3 separate regions of the Mus musculus genome follow, and all the other regions are linked to region 2. Evidence: chromatin contacts called from public Hi-C and HiChIP or PLAC-seq data. All regions are on one chromosome and are shown on one strand. The core of a region is the stretch at or near the end of the contact, and the rest is flanking DNA. Distances in the headings are between cores, read along the strand shown. Region 1 has its middle 75 kb from the start of Gm23815. Region 2 has its middle 65 kb from the start of B130024G19Rik. Region 3 has its middle 7.2 kb from the start of Gm36260.

The links. HiChIP or PLAC-seq counts read pairs in DNA pulled down with a chosen protein or histone mark. A called contact is a pair of places that touch in the nucleus more often than the background predicts.
Region 1: a CTCF HiChIP or PLAC-seq map of the NIH/3T3 cell line shows a contact between it and region 2, with 5 read pairs. The contact joins two enhancer-like sites.
Region 3: a contact with region 2 is called in a Hi-C map of uterus, with 8 times the contacts expected there. The contact joins two enhancer-like sites. A contact is called at or near these places in 6 of 484 Hi-C or Micro-C datasets (nephron progenitors, neural progenitor cells and uterus) and 1 of 115 datasets of contacts at active chromatin or transcription factors (embryonic basal ganglia).

What each region holds. Positions count from the first base shown.
Region 1 is chr7:69,571,600-69,575,898 of GRCm38.p6, reverse strand. No RefSeq gene overlaps it. Among named protein-coding and RNA genes, the nearest start is that of Gm23815, 75 kb to the right of the region's middle. Within about 2 kb of position 1,893, at least 15 of the 459 cell types and tissues checked have an H3K27ac peak or open chromatin away from gene starts, as enhancers often do. A contact at or near this core is called in the NIH/3T3 cell line, where this site is marked.
Region 2 is chr7:70,428,275-70,432,499 of GRCm38.p6, reverse strand. No RefSeq gene overlaps it. Among named protein-coding and RNA genes, the nearest start is that of B130024G19Rik, 65 kb to the right of the region's middle. Within about 2 kb of position 2,964, at least 39 of the 459 cell types and tissues checked have an H3K27ac peak or open chromatin away from gene starts, as enhancers often do. A contact at or near this core is called in the NIH/3T3 cell line and uterus, where this site is marked.
Region 3 is chr7:71,384,762-71,389,313 of GRCm38.p6, reverse strand. No RefSeq gene overlaps it. Among named protein-coding and RNA genes, the nearest start is that of Gm36260, 7.2 kb to the right of the region's middle. Within about 2 kb of position 3,038, at least 20 of the 459 cell types and tissues checked have an H3K27ac peak or open chromatin away from gene starts, as enhancers often do. A contact at or near this core is called in uterus, where this site is marked.

The DNA of each region.
Region 1 (4,299 bases), core at 644-3,143, 860 kb after region 2:
CCTCTTTCTTTCTTTCTTTCTTTCTTTCTTTCTTTCTTTCTTTCTTTCTTTCTTTCTTCCTTCCTTCCTTCCTTCCTTCCTTCCTCCCTCCCTCCTTCTCTCTCTTTCTCTCTCTCTCTTTCTTTCTTTCTTTCTTTCTTTCTTTCTTTCTTTCTTTCTTTCTTTCTTTCTTTCTTTTTCTTCTCTCTTTCTTTCTTTTTCTTTCTAGCCTTCTTTCTTTCTATCTTTCTATCTTTTTAATGCACATAATGGATGTCTGGATGTCATCTCACTGTGGTACAAACATGTTCCTCTCTCGAGTCTGAAATATTGATACCCAGTGTCAGGTTGCTTGCCACACCAAGAAGTAAGAACCCTCATATTTGGGTGTGCTTTCTCACTTGGAAAATACTGAGAGTCTAGAATTTATTACATTTAAATACCAGCTTAAATGCTTTATTAACTTCCAAAATTATTTATTTATTTTAAAAAGTCAAATCATATGTAATTTCTAATTCAAACTGATCATAATTTCCAATTTTGAAGATGACAAAGTGATTCCTGTTGCTTCACATGGAGACGTGGAAAAGGGTGTTGAATATTAGTCATGTACTTTGGTCTCTGTGTTATCTCTATTGAAGCGTAAGTTCTATATGTAAGGTACCCTATTTCCAAACCTACTTTAGTATATGAAATTATTATGAATTTCTGTTTGTCAGTTGTCTCTTTGGGGGGGTATCATTCATAATCGCTTCCTTTCTGAGCTGCAGAAAGTGACAAGTGTCTGTACTTAAAACATGCTTTTCCACAGTGCACACATGCATCTTTCTATGTCACGTTTATTTTAACCATTGAACCCAATACAAAAATCTTTTCCTGTTTTTCTGCTCCAGGGAAAACCTACTTGTTGGTTGTGGTCCCATTTAAACCTTGGGTCACTTACTTCATCCTCCCAAACTAACTGTATTTCCATCATGGCAAATAGTTCTATCTCCTCTTAGTCACTTTACCCTCTGAACCCTGGAGCCAGCATGTTATATTGCATTTTGATAACAAATGACCATCCTTGAATCCTCTTTAATCATTACTCATAGGATAGAGTCTATTCTGGCCAAGTTTGCTTTCTAATGAAACATTACTTAGACTCTATTTGGGCTACTGGCACTTGTTCAATGAACATTCATTGAGCTCTTCATCAGAAGGTATCAGAGATAAATCTGTGACATCTCTTCCTCCAAAATATATACATATAAAGAAACGGTAAGACTTAGATGTTGTGTTCATGAGTGAGGGCTACAAGAAATATATGAACTGTATACTTGCAAGTTGCCAGGAAATTCCTGTTCAATTTTTATTTGATATGCTACTAAGTGCTGACAAAACTTATGTCCCTTTGGATTCTCTCTCTCTTGCTCTCTCTCTCTCTCTCTCTCTCTCTCTCTCTCTCTCTCTCTCTCTCTCTGTGTGTGTGTGTGTGTGTGTGTGTGTGTGTGTGTGTGTGTGCCTATGTGGCTGTGATTAGGTGGGGCATGTATTTTTTAGACAGGGTTGCTCAGTGGTGTGAATCTTGCCTCTGAGAAAGAAAATCAGTAGGCTAGTTTTCTCTGGCCCACAAGCTTCAGAAATCTTCTGGCTTCTGCCTTGCAGCACTGGAATTATAAGTATGTGGCACCCAGGTACTGGGCAACAGAACACACAACCCCTTTGGGGCAATGGAAACACTTGATTAACTGTTCTATTATCCCAGCCTTATATTTCTTTTTTAATTTTATAATCACACTGAGTTTCGGGAAAAAGTTGAACCGACTCTGATTTCAAAACCTTTGTTCTTCCCACGCTGGTACATCACCCATGAGTCAGTGAATAAAGAGACACTGAAGCCTACCACCCATGAGTCACTCTGTGAAGAGGCTTTGAAACCCACCATGGGCGTACCAGAAGTCACTACAAAGCACAGAGTCCTCCCTGTGATGCTGCCCCTAATGGGCTCTGCCAGGTTATGTGTGCAGCTTGGCTGCCCACTTCAGGCAGAAAATAAACAGTACCTTAGAGTTCTAAATGATGCCGTCCTAGCAACTACCAGATTAAAAATCCATGGCACAGTCTTCTCTTTCTCCTGTAACTGCATGGATGTCACCAGAACAGAAACCACATGTCGCCAGCCAACATGTACTGGCAGAACTTAGTCTTTGCTTCATTAACTAATGTCCTCATGTTCTACATGAGTCATTTGAAACATCTTCAGGACCCCAAATCTCAATGTGCAAAATGAATCTGGAAAATATTTAGTGGAGAATAACAATACGTTTTTAGCCCAGAGTCACGAAAGTAAATCCCAATGTTTACTCTGGGAGTCTCCTTCAAATTATATAGGTTCTTCAGAAAGATATATTTTAGTATGTCTTTTGTGGGATCAAACGCGTTTTGTGGATGAAATTCAGCAATCCCTGGGAAGGGTGGTAGGCATCAGCAGGGAGAGGGTTAACCAAATGTGCCCCCAGAGCTATCCAGAATTTTCAACTAAGAGGTTGTTCAGTCTGCTGTGAACCCCAATTAAAAATAAAACCCCTAGCTGGGCAAGCCCACCCCATCCTTAGGATAAACAAGATTTGATTCACTGCAATCACACTGTACTAACAGTGTTGTAGAGTAATACAGTATATATGCCTCCTCTGGGGAGGCACAAAAGAGGCGGCTTCATTATCATCTAGCCAGAAGGATGGGGCATAGTTAACACCTTTCTGGGTGGGCTGAAATTAATGACCCTCCCCCCCCACACTATTGCCTACCTCCAAGCCCCTTTATAAATGACTATACAACACAGTAGTTGGTATTCAGATCACAAGAGAGGGCATTTAGCCAAAGCATTTGTCTACAGGGTTTGATCTCTTTTTAATTTTATTCAGATTTACAACTGTGTTATTCTGTGAGATAACTGGACCCTGTCTTTCGTCGACCAGAGCCTTCCCTACTCAAATCTGAACATCTGAAGTTAATACTAATTTTCGAGATTGGATGCAATGTTTTTTCCCTAAGTGTTTTTGCAGGCAGTTTTCCCATAGCTACAGTGAACCCGGGCTCTGCCAGGCCGTGTGTGCAGCTTGCCTGCCCACTTCAAGCAGAAAGAGTGGGCTTTGGGGACAAAAAACACTGGACTTGTAAATGTGTCACAGAAGGTTTAAAATTCGCAGATGGTCAAATGCATGGGGAATTCAGCTCTCTTTGGACAAGGAGAGAAGTATGCCATGGCTAATAAAGATGCTTGAACTTAAAGTTGCATTTTCTTCTTTACATGTATGTAGATGCCCATGTATGTACAAACATTTAAATAAACACATTTTATATATTTCTATATGTAACTATGTATGTAGTATTTGATAGCGCTTTCTCCTTAACTTATGGATTCCACCATTCATAAATTAATGACTGTGAGTAAAGGCCTGGTGATGTCATGTCACAGGTGCTAAATGCCAAGATTAGATCATGTGACAGTCTTGAGACAAGGAGACTATAAGCAGTGCTTTATATTTGAGGAAAGTGATGAATTCAAAGCTCGGGATGATGAGAGCAAATTCCCAAGCTGCCCCTTCTTTATTGCTAAACTGGGGAGCATCTCTGTTGGTCCTTCTGCTGGTTTTGGTGGTCCTCTGCCCTTTACAGATCTTCCACTTCTGTTTCCTGGAGTCACAGTCTGCTGACAAGGAGTCTGATTGTTCCTTTCTCCTGCTCTTTCTCTTGACTGGCATTGTGGTTGGCAGGCTTAGGTGTCACTGGGTCCAGTTGCTATTCTGTGTGCTAGTCACCTGAGGTTTCAAACCTCTTCCGACCATCTTTGTACTTGTAAAACTGGAGATGACATGGGGACCCATGTAATGAGGAATCTCTGAGGACAAAGGAATCCCTGAAATGGGCTTGGACTATAGTGTTCTCCAGGTAAATCATGCGCTCTCCACATGTGGGGGTTTCTGTGGATTCTTGTTTTGTTCTCTGTATGCCTATCAGGTGCAACCTTCTTTGAGCACTGATTCATGGGTTGTTCACTGAGTATGTACTAGACACAGCACATAAAGGAAGAGTCTATCATTGCTATTCAGGATGCAAGTTGATTTAGACACCTATCTGTAAAGGAGCCATATTATGCTGAAATGAACTCACTAACCTAAAACTCAATCATTGTCCAGTCTTTTCACTCTTGGGGTCCACAGAAGTCATCTGAATAAAACTACCAAAAGCTGGAAGGAATATCCACTTTAAGACAAGAGGTGGACGCAAAAATGCAATGAATATATATATAACATATGAGGAAGGAAGGAAGGAAGA
Region 2 (4,225 bases), core at 1,715-4,214:
GTATGTATGCATGTGTGTGTGTGTGGGGGGGGGGGGTGTGTCAGAACAACCTTAGGTGCCATTGTTCAGGCAGGAATTTTTCCTTCCTAAGGAATTTTTTTTGGGGGGGGGGGTTGTTAGTTAGTTAGTTTGCTTGCTTGCTTCTAAGACAGAAGCACTTGCCTGCATTTTTTTTTAAGTAGTATAGGCTAGATGGTCAGCCAGTCCAAGAATCTTTCTGTCATATAAGCATGTGCCACCATAACTAGCTTTTTTGATGTGCCTTCTGGGGATTGAATTCATGTCCTCCAACTGTCAGAGCCAAGATGTTACCAACTCAGCTGCTTTCTCAGCCGCCCCACATGGTTGTCATGTCATATATGCACACATGATTTTACGCAACTCTATACAATCTAGGATCCACAAACAGGAGGAGATACACCATGATTTTCGTTCCTTTTCTCTTTTCATTTCCCTTTTTTAAACAAGTACCTACTCTGGGAAAGATGCCAACAATTCAGGGATGATTTAAGCAGACCATCAATAGCTAGACAACTTATTTAACTCTTTGCTGATGGTTACATGACCTTTCCGGTTGGCATGAAGCCACCACTTAAGTAATCCTGATGTCATATGTAGAGGGTTTAATGATTTATCATACTGATGTTCTTTCCTGTACAACACACAGGTTGTGCTTCTGCCCATGGGTATTTGCTATCTTAAGAATCTGAACCCATGACACCTGAAAGTTGATCTTGGCATATTTATATTTTTACAGTCTCTCTCTCTCTCTCTCTCTCTCTCTCTCTCTCTCTCTCTCTCTCTCTCAGAGTTTCTGTGTGTAGCCCTGGCTGTCCTGCCTCAAACCCAGAGATCTGCCTGTCTCTGCCTCCTGAGTGCTGGGATTAAAGGTGTGTGCCACCATCTTTTAAAAAGGAGTTTTGATAATCAAATCCAGTGGCAGCCATCTCCCTAGCAGAGAACCCATGGTAATGTGTTCAAGGCTTGGGAAAGTCTGCTGTATGCAAACAGCCCTGTTTAACTCACTTTGACTCAAATACTTATTAAATTTTTTTGTATTATTTCTTGTGACTCTGCTTTGAAATGTTCTCTGTGGGACACTAATGCCTAGGGCACACACGTTACACTAATCCACCTTTTATGAAAGTTCAGCACACTCTCAGCTGACTTTTTAGGAAGATTCTAGATCAAAATATAAGAAGTTGGGAACTCCTCCATGAGTAGGTGATTGTTCACCTCCCCCTCAAGAAGGCAGGTTGGGTGTTCGACAGGTATATGATGGAAACAGTAGACCACGCTCCACTACACAAAGACTTGTGCCCTTCAAACACAGCATTGACTGCCAAAGGAACAGTAGAGAGGTATCAAATAAATACTTCATATCTGTTGATTTTTCTTTCTGATTCCTCTTCATTAAAGGTATTAATGAGGCCAGAGAGATGGTCCAACATGTAGAGGTGCTTGTCACCAAGATTGATGGCGTGAGTTCAATCCCCGGACCCCACACATGTAGAAATAGAGAGCTAACTCCCCAAAATAATCCTCTGACCTCTACAAGCACACCATGGCACACAGCATGCAAACCTCCCCTTCACACACACACACACAAATAGATTTTTTAAAAAATATGTTTTACAAATCCACTCACTTTCTCTATTTAAATAATAGACAAAAATCTATTCTTCTCTTTCTTAAAGTAATTCACATCAGGCTCATTCACAAAAACCTAGCAACTAGGGATGTAGCTCAATTGGTAGAATGCTTGCCTCACAGGCCCAAGGACCTGTATCTTATCCCTAGCTCACGAGACTGACTACAGTAGCACACATCTGTAAACCCCAGTAGTTGGAAGGTAAAAGCAGAAAATCAGATGTCCACGAGCACCCCTAGCAACACAGCAGTTTGTTCCAGATCCATGTGGATATGTAAGCTCCCCTTTGAAAAAAAAATACATCTAACCATATGGCGAGATTGCTATTAGCGACTTTGAAGATAATCTCAGGAATTGGCCCTCACTTTTTACGTAAATCATCTGCAAACTTTAGCATCCTGTCGAGTACCAGCAGCAAAGCAGCCATCTTTTGGGGAGCTTGACCATTGTTGGTTCAATGAGTAGAGTGCAGACATTTATTTATTCTACAGCCGTGGGGCTCGAGACATCGCGTGTACTGCAATGGCTTGTCGTCACTTTTCCTAGATTTAGAGAAGATCCTGAGGTCCTGCATTTCTAATAAGCTCTCAAGTGACACTCTCACTCCTGGTCAGGGGACAAACCTGAGAAGATACACTATATAACAATCCAATACCTGTCAGATAAGCATTACCATACCAAACCCCAGGACTGGGGAAATGGTTCAGTCGGTAAATTTCTTGCAAAAAGAAACCCCACATGAGGATCTGAGTTTGGGTACCTAGAACAACTCGTGTGTGTGTGTGTGTGTGTGTGTGTGTGTGTGTGTGTGTGTGTGTATGCTTGTAAAGGTAAGTTCCAATGAGATCTGTCTCAAAAAATGAGGGAGAAGGCTGCAGTGGGGGGAGGGGGTGTTCTCAATGTTCCTGTATTACCCTCTAATAAAGTTCCTCATGTTGTGGTGATTCCCTTCCAACCATAAAATTATTTTACTACTACTTCATAACTGTAATTTTACTACTACTGTGAGTAGTAATGCAAATATCTGTGTTTTCCAGTTGAGAGGGTTGTTCATACTCTTAAAGGAGGTCAAAACCCTCAGGTTGAGAACCGCTGCCCTAGAGGAAGCTGTGTAACATCAACCACAGGCTGCCACATACAAGCACAAGTGCATGCACAAACATATACACTGCATCACACACACACACACACACACACACAGAGAGAGAGAGAGAGAGAGAGAGAGAGAGATACCTAAGCCCCACCTCTCACACACACCCAGATGGAATTTCTAAGGGCAGGCAATCTTGTGGCTTTTCACTCAACTCCTGGAGTGACTCATCATCCAGGTCTGAACTCCAAGACCTGGACCCCGCCTGTTTCTGAGAACAGGGACTCTCCCTTCTAGGGGCCCCTTCAAAGCAGGAGGAGGCTGAAGACATGTGAGTGCCTCCTCCAATAACTTGTCTGGTAATTGGCATATTGATTGCTAGTGTCATCATGCTTTAGTATACATAAACTCCTCGCTCTATTACACAGCCCTCAACAATCCAAAAAGCCATTGTTTATTCATCGGGACTTGCAAACTGGCCCTTGTCAGCTCCTGCTAGAGAGCCTGCTGATAAAAATCAGCAGACGATTGGACGCACACATTCTTAACATGACTGACCCATGACATCTGGAAGGGCAGCCCCAAAAGCCTGATGCTGAACGATGCTTTCTTTTCTCCCCCTTATCTAGCCCAGATGATTTTAAGATTTTTTTATTAACTCATTAATGACTGAAGATGTCATTAGAATGGAGGGGAAGTTTTATTTTTGGTTTTTGTGGGTGTTTTGTTTTTTGAGTTTTTTTGTTTGTTTGTTTGTTTTCTTTTCTAAGTGGGAATAAATGTACCATTTGCTGGAATGAAAAGAATTGGCTCAATAATGAAATAGTTAAAACAAAGCAAGCAAAGAGACTTATTTTATTAAAATCTAAGATCTCACTAATGACTTCTGGGATTGAAAATCTACAAAGAGAGATGGCAACTCACTTCAGAAATAAGTTGGGGAAGAATGGAATGATTTGATCAAGGAAATAACCGCCCATAAAATCCAGCATATAATTCTCTCCCATTGTGGGCCCAATCATTCCAATCTAATAGCTAAATAAAAAGAGAATTCAGCACAAGGCTCCTAGAACCTTAAAATGCTTTTGTATCTACATTGTCATTAAACCAGATCTTGTTTCTGAGTACCTTTAATTTTCCTATCTTCAAGATCACTTTTAAAAATCAAATTAGATCTTTTGAAGGCCCTTAAATTGCAACAGCCATTCATTTTTCCATATATGTTCGGGCTTCAGCCTTTACAGCCTGGATTGTGTGGCCAATTAATGGAGTATCTCAAGGAAGCACTAATCATTTTGAGAAGCTAAGACTATAAAAAGCCAGCAGCCTATTTTCAGTATAACTGATTGGATTGGGAATAAGCTAGAAAGACAATGTCCAATATCCATGCTAACTTTTTCAGGTGGGCTTGTGACAGTGCACACTCACAGACAGAAAAGCATCCACAGTTACGTAAGTTGCTGTTCACTGACAGACTCTTTGAA
Region 3 (4,552 bases), core at 1,789-4,288, 960 kb before region 2:
AAAGAATTCATCTCTGCAGCTGTAGGCTCAAAGAAGACTTTAGCAAGCTTGGATACAATATGTAGAAATAGCCATAGCAGACACAATTATTTGGATCCTCGAAAATCAAAGAGTATAGTAAGGGGAGAGAGACTAGGATGGGAGGATGTGGTATACCTAGGGGGAAACAAGTCTCTGAACAAGAAATTGATTGGATAAATCAAATAAGTAGCTGGTTAGCAAGGGTTAGGTAGGACTTCCAAAGAAAGCCCTTAGCCTTGTTGGCCTGCAGATTCAAACTCATGTCTTAGTGATATAGTAAGTACCACTTACAAATAGTGGTGCAGATCAAGTCAGTATAGAAAGGTGTGTCTTAGATTAATGAGAGTGTGGGGGATGCTCAGGAGAGAAAGTTTGAGTCATCTTACTAGCATGGTAAACTGGGAGAAATAACACTTTCTTGTTTCCAATTTCTCAGTAGGACAATGGCTGGACACATGCTTAGTTAACTGAAGATATGGAACAGTGTTCTCTGTGTAGAATGTTAATATTCCCTGAATTGCTTCAACTTAAATTGGCTAGCCCACTCTTACCTGAGGCCAACTGAACTTAAATCTCCAGTTGGGGATACCTGGGCTTCCCCGTGTGGTTTAGGTTTCCTAAACGGTTCCAATGTAAGCTTAGGAATAATCTACTTCCAATTCTTAAGATATAAAAAAAATGTCTAAAAAGCTTACACTCAAATCACATTTTCTCTGGTGACTCTACTGTCAATTATCTCTAATGGCATCTAGAAATGCATCAAGGGGCAGTTATTAGCCAGAGGCAAGCAGTGCAAACTGACACCATCCAGGTGGGCCCAACAAGGTAAGCACCGATTCTGACCCTTCACAGTTCTTTCCAGATCGAGTAAAGAAGAACCAAGTTAGGAACCCACAGCTCCTCAACGTCTGTGGGTCATTGATGCTGTGTGCAGATGATCAAGCTTCTATGAAGGCTGGCCCTGATATTATAGTGGGGCACTGAAGACAAATAGTCTGTGGCTTAACTGACCTAATGACTATGGTCATGAGTAGCCATTAGTCGTTCCACTGGGGTCAAAGCTATAAGAGATGATACAGTGCAGAGAACAAGGGATATAAGCAACAAAGCCCATTGAAAATCCCAACAACCTTGACTTCAGCACTGTTGATCTTTTCCTCTGCTTGTACATATTGTGTCATTAGCTCTTCTCAGATCAATAAGCTAGAATAAAACTGGCCAGAGCCCAGGGGTTGCTTTTAAAGCAAAAACAAAAACAAAAACAAAAACTTAGGACTTCCCAAGAAATCAAAGTCTAATGTCCTGGTAGGTATCTAAGCAATATGAGCAGTATGGGGCTTCATAGCAGTAAGCATGGAAACAGATACAAATGTCACATAACACTGCATTTAGTGCATACTACAGTTGGTATCCAATTCAAATTTTGAGTCCTAGGATGATGATAGGATGATGATGTCAGGTACCCACGGAACAGATTATCAGATGCTCAGAAAAGGCCTCTTTATAGAAAAGCAAGAGGTGGTGTTGTACTGGGGCAATTGCATAGAATGAAGTAAACTAAGAGTTCAAGGTTTGTGCCATGGAACAAACTTGGACTAAGTCTCTGGAAAGGGAACCAAGTTTTTCTAGGCGCCAAAGGGCCTTCGTGTTTGGCTGATGAAAGGCTAGTCTATTGCTCTCTGAATTCCCCAGGCCTGGGGTCAAGAGAGTTTCCAGGCATTTGGGGGCTGGATCAGAGCTTGGGGTTAAGTGGTTCCAGCTTCTATATAGAGGCAGAAAGCCAAAGTGATCATCACTATAATTGTTTTAAAAGTTCTATCCTAGTTTCTTTGCCTAACTAGTTCTTGGTGTGGGAATATCATCTATCTATTAGCATTTGCAAATGAAAGGAGATGAAATGAGCTTTTTCAAGTGAACAAAGTTAGACACTATAGCTCTGTGTCCAAAATGCCATAGTCCAAAGATCACAAAAGTATTTATCTGAGAGAACAACTATGCTTACTTGATAGTCTAACAGACTCTAAAATATCTGATATTATATGGAACATGTAATATTCTTTAAGTCGCTATTGATACACATTAGAAGGTCATGTAACTCTGGTACAGACACATTGTTGATAAAATACGATTTTCAAAGGAATAATCACTATCCCCTTTCAAAATTAAAATGGGGGTTGTTTTATTCAAATATCTGACAAATATACTTGTTCTCTTGCTTTGAAAAGACAAATATTAGTTAGTTGTTAGGAAGAGATCTTATAGCCCTGTAATCTTTCTCTCTCTCTCTGTCTCTCTCTGCCTCTCTCTCTCTCTCTCTCCCTCTCTCTCTCTCTCTCTCTCTCTCTCTCACACACACACACACACACACACACACACACACACACACACACACATCAATAAAACAAGCCCTAAGGGAGATGTGTTACCCAACATATCGCTGAGCTAGCAGCTAAACAACCATCCACCCACTCCCTTCTGTATGATCAAGTAGAGCACATTCTTAAAACGATAATGGGACTAAATTTGGAGAGAACAGGCATTAAGTTTCCAATTGTTTCACAGTCACAGGCTCAAACTGAAGGGAAAATTATGTGGCAGCTTGATACATAAAGCCCTATACATTCAAACGCAAAATGCAAAATGAAAACTTTAAGAACTTCGAATAATCAAGGACCTTAGATTAATTCCATCAGTGGTTGTGAGTTTTTTTTTTGTTGTTGTTGATGATGTTGTTGTTGTTGTTGTTGTGAATTTACTGGAGAATTTGGTATGAAAGCCCTCTAACTAGTGTCTGATTATATCAGTGTCTCTATTTCCTTTTAGAACACACATCTGTTGTTGTGGGGGGTGGGAGACTGTGCTGTGGTTATTGTGGAAATACAGCAAAACCAAATATTTTAAAGCAGATGAGAAGAAACCCACAAACAGTTGGCTCACAAATGGTGTACCGTTTACCATGCACCCCTGCACAAAGCCAGCAGCGGCAGCGGCGTGGGCCACAGCAGCATTCCTGGTGGCCTCCGGTTTATCTGTTTCAAACACTGGGCTGCTCTTGGTAGTTAACTGACTGGGGATTGTTTTTTCTCTTTATCTCCCTCTCTCTTTTTAATTGTCGTTACTCTGTTTTGCCTGAAAGCTGCAGTATCTCACTGTTCATTATTCCCTGTTCAGTCAAATCCAAAATTAACTCCTTGTGCACTGCTCTGTCTCCCCACCTTGCTCACCTCACTGTAACTCTTTTTTAAAAATAAACTCAACTGAGTTTACTGGTCTGTCTCTTTAATATTTAAATTTTCTAAAGAAAAATATTCCTAATTATTGAAAAGTTGTGCTCCAAACCCAAAAGTTTCATATTAAGTTTTTCCCCCCCTTCTATTATACCTACCCCTTTTCCTCAGAGTGTGTACAAAATTGCTGGCTCAATTTACCTTTTGCTACCTTCATTTGAAATTACCAAATGAGTTTTCTCAGACTGCGTCCTAAAGCAGGGGGAGAATATCCAACAGTCAATACCTCTGGGGAACAGAGTTTCTCATATCAGCCTCCAGTTGTAGAGTCTTCAACTTGAATTAAGGGCAGCCATCAGACAGACCATAGAGACTGAAAAGTCGCTGTTATAAATTAATGACTCTTTGCCGTGCAGTGGAGTGCCTGTTTGTACCACATTTTATTGTGATGTGTTATTCGTATTCAGTGTAACAGTAATTGGGTCTTAAACATGATAAAGTATCTTTAAGGCTGCATTGGTAGCTCAGCTGCCTCCAGCAGGTTTTTAACTCAAGTTAAAGAAGGTTAATCAAAGCTAATGAATCTGTTTTATCCATTGCCACAAGTATGTCAAAAAAAAAAAAATGTTCCGGGAGATGACTGAACCAAAATCCAGATTGTTCAGCTGTGAAGGCAAATGCATTTTTAGCATAATAATTTTGCAAGTGCCTTTGATGGCCTCGGATCCATGGGATAACTGCTACCTGCAAGCTCTGTATTTTCTTATCTTTCCGCTGCCCACTCTTTTGCCTTTAAAAATGAGACGCCTTTTGCAAGCACAGGGAAGGAAATGCAATCTCACACTACAGCCTTTAGCGTGAGAATATCAAGAGACTGTTGCATTCAGAAGTCCAGAATAGCTCTGTTCTTTATGAAAGACTACGAGGAGCCCCCTAATAAGGCCAACTCATTAGAACAAGTGTTTGTTACTAAACCCCCCACGCAGGACCACAGGCAATCGGAGCCAGGCCATGAAGCAATTAAAGTTGCCTCCCTTCTAAACGAAGCCTGTGCCCCAACTGTCACCTACCAGTCCTATTTTATTTTCTTATTGAAAATGTGTTTGAAGAATTCAAATTCATAATTTGTCAGGCAGCAGAGGTTCAGTCCATGCCTCACCCTCTTTTTTGAACAAGTTAGGAAGACAATAAAATGTAAAACTGCCTCTGTCAGTGTGTGTCCTTTGCCAAGGTTCCAAGGTTAGGGAGCAAACAGCTGGGCTGCCATATACCTTACAGCCTTGAAAACCTTGCCTAACCGCATC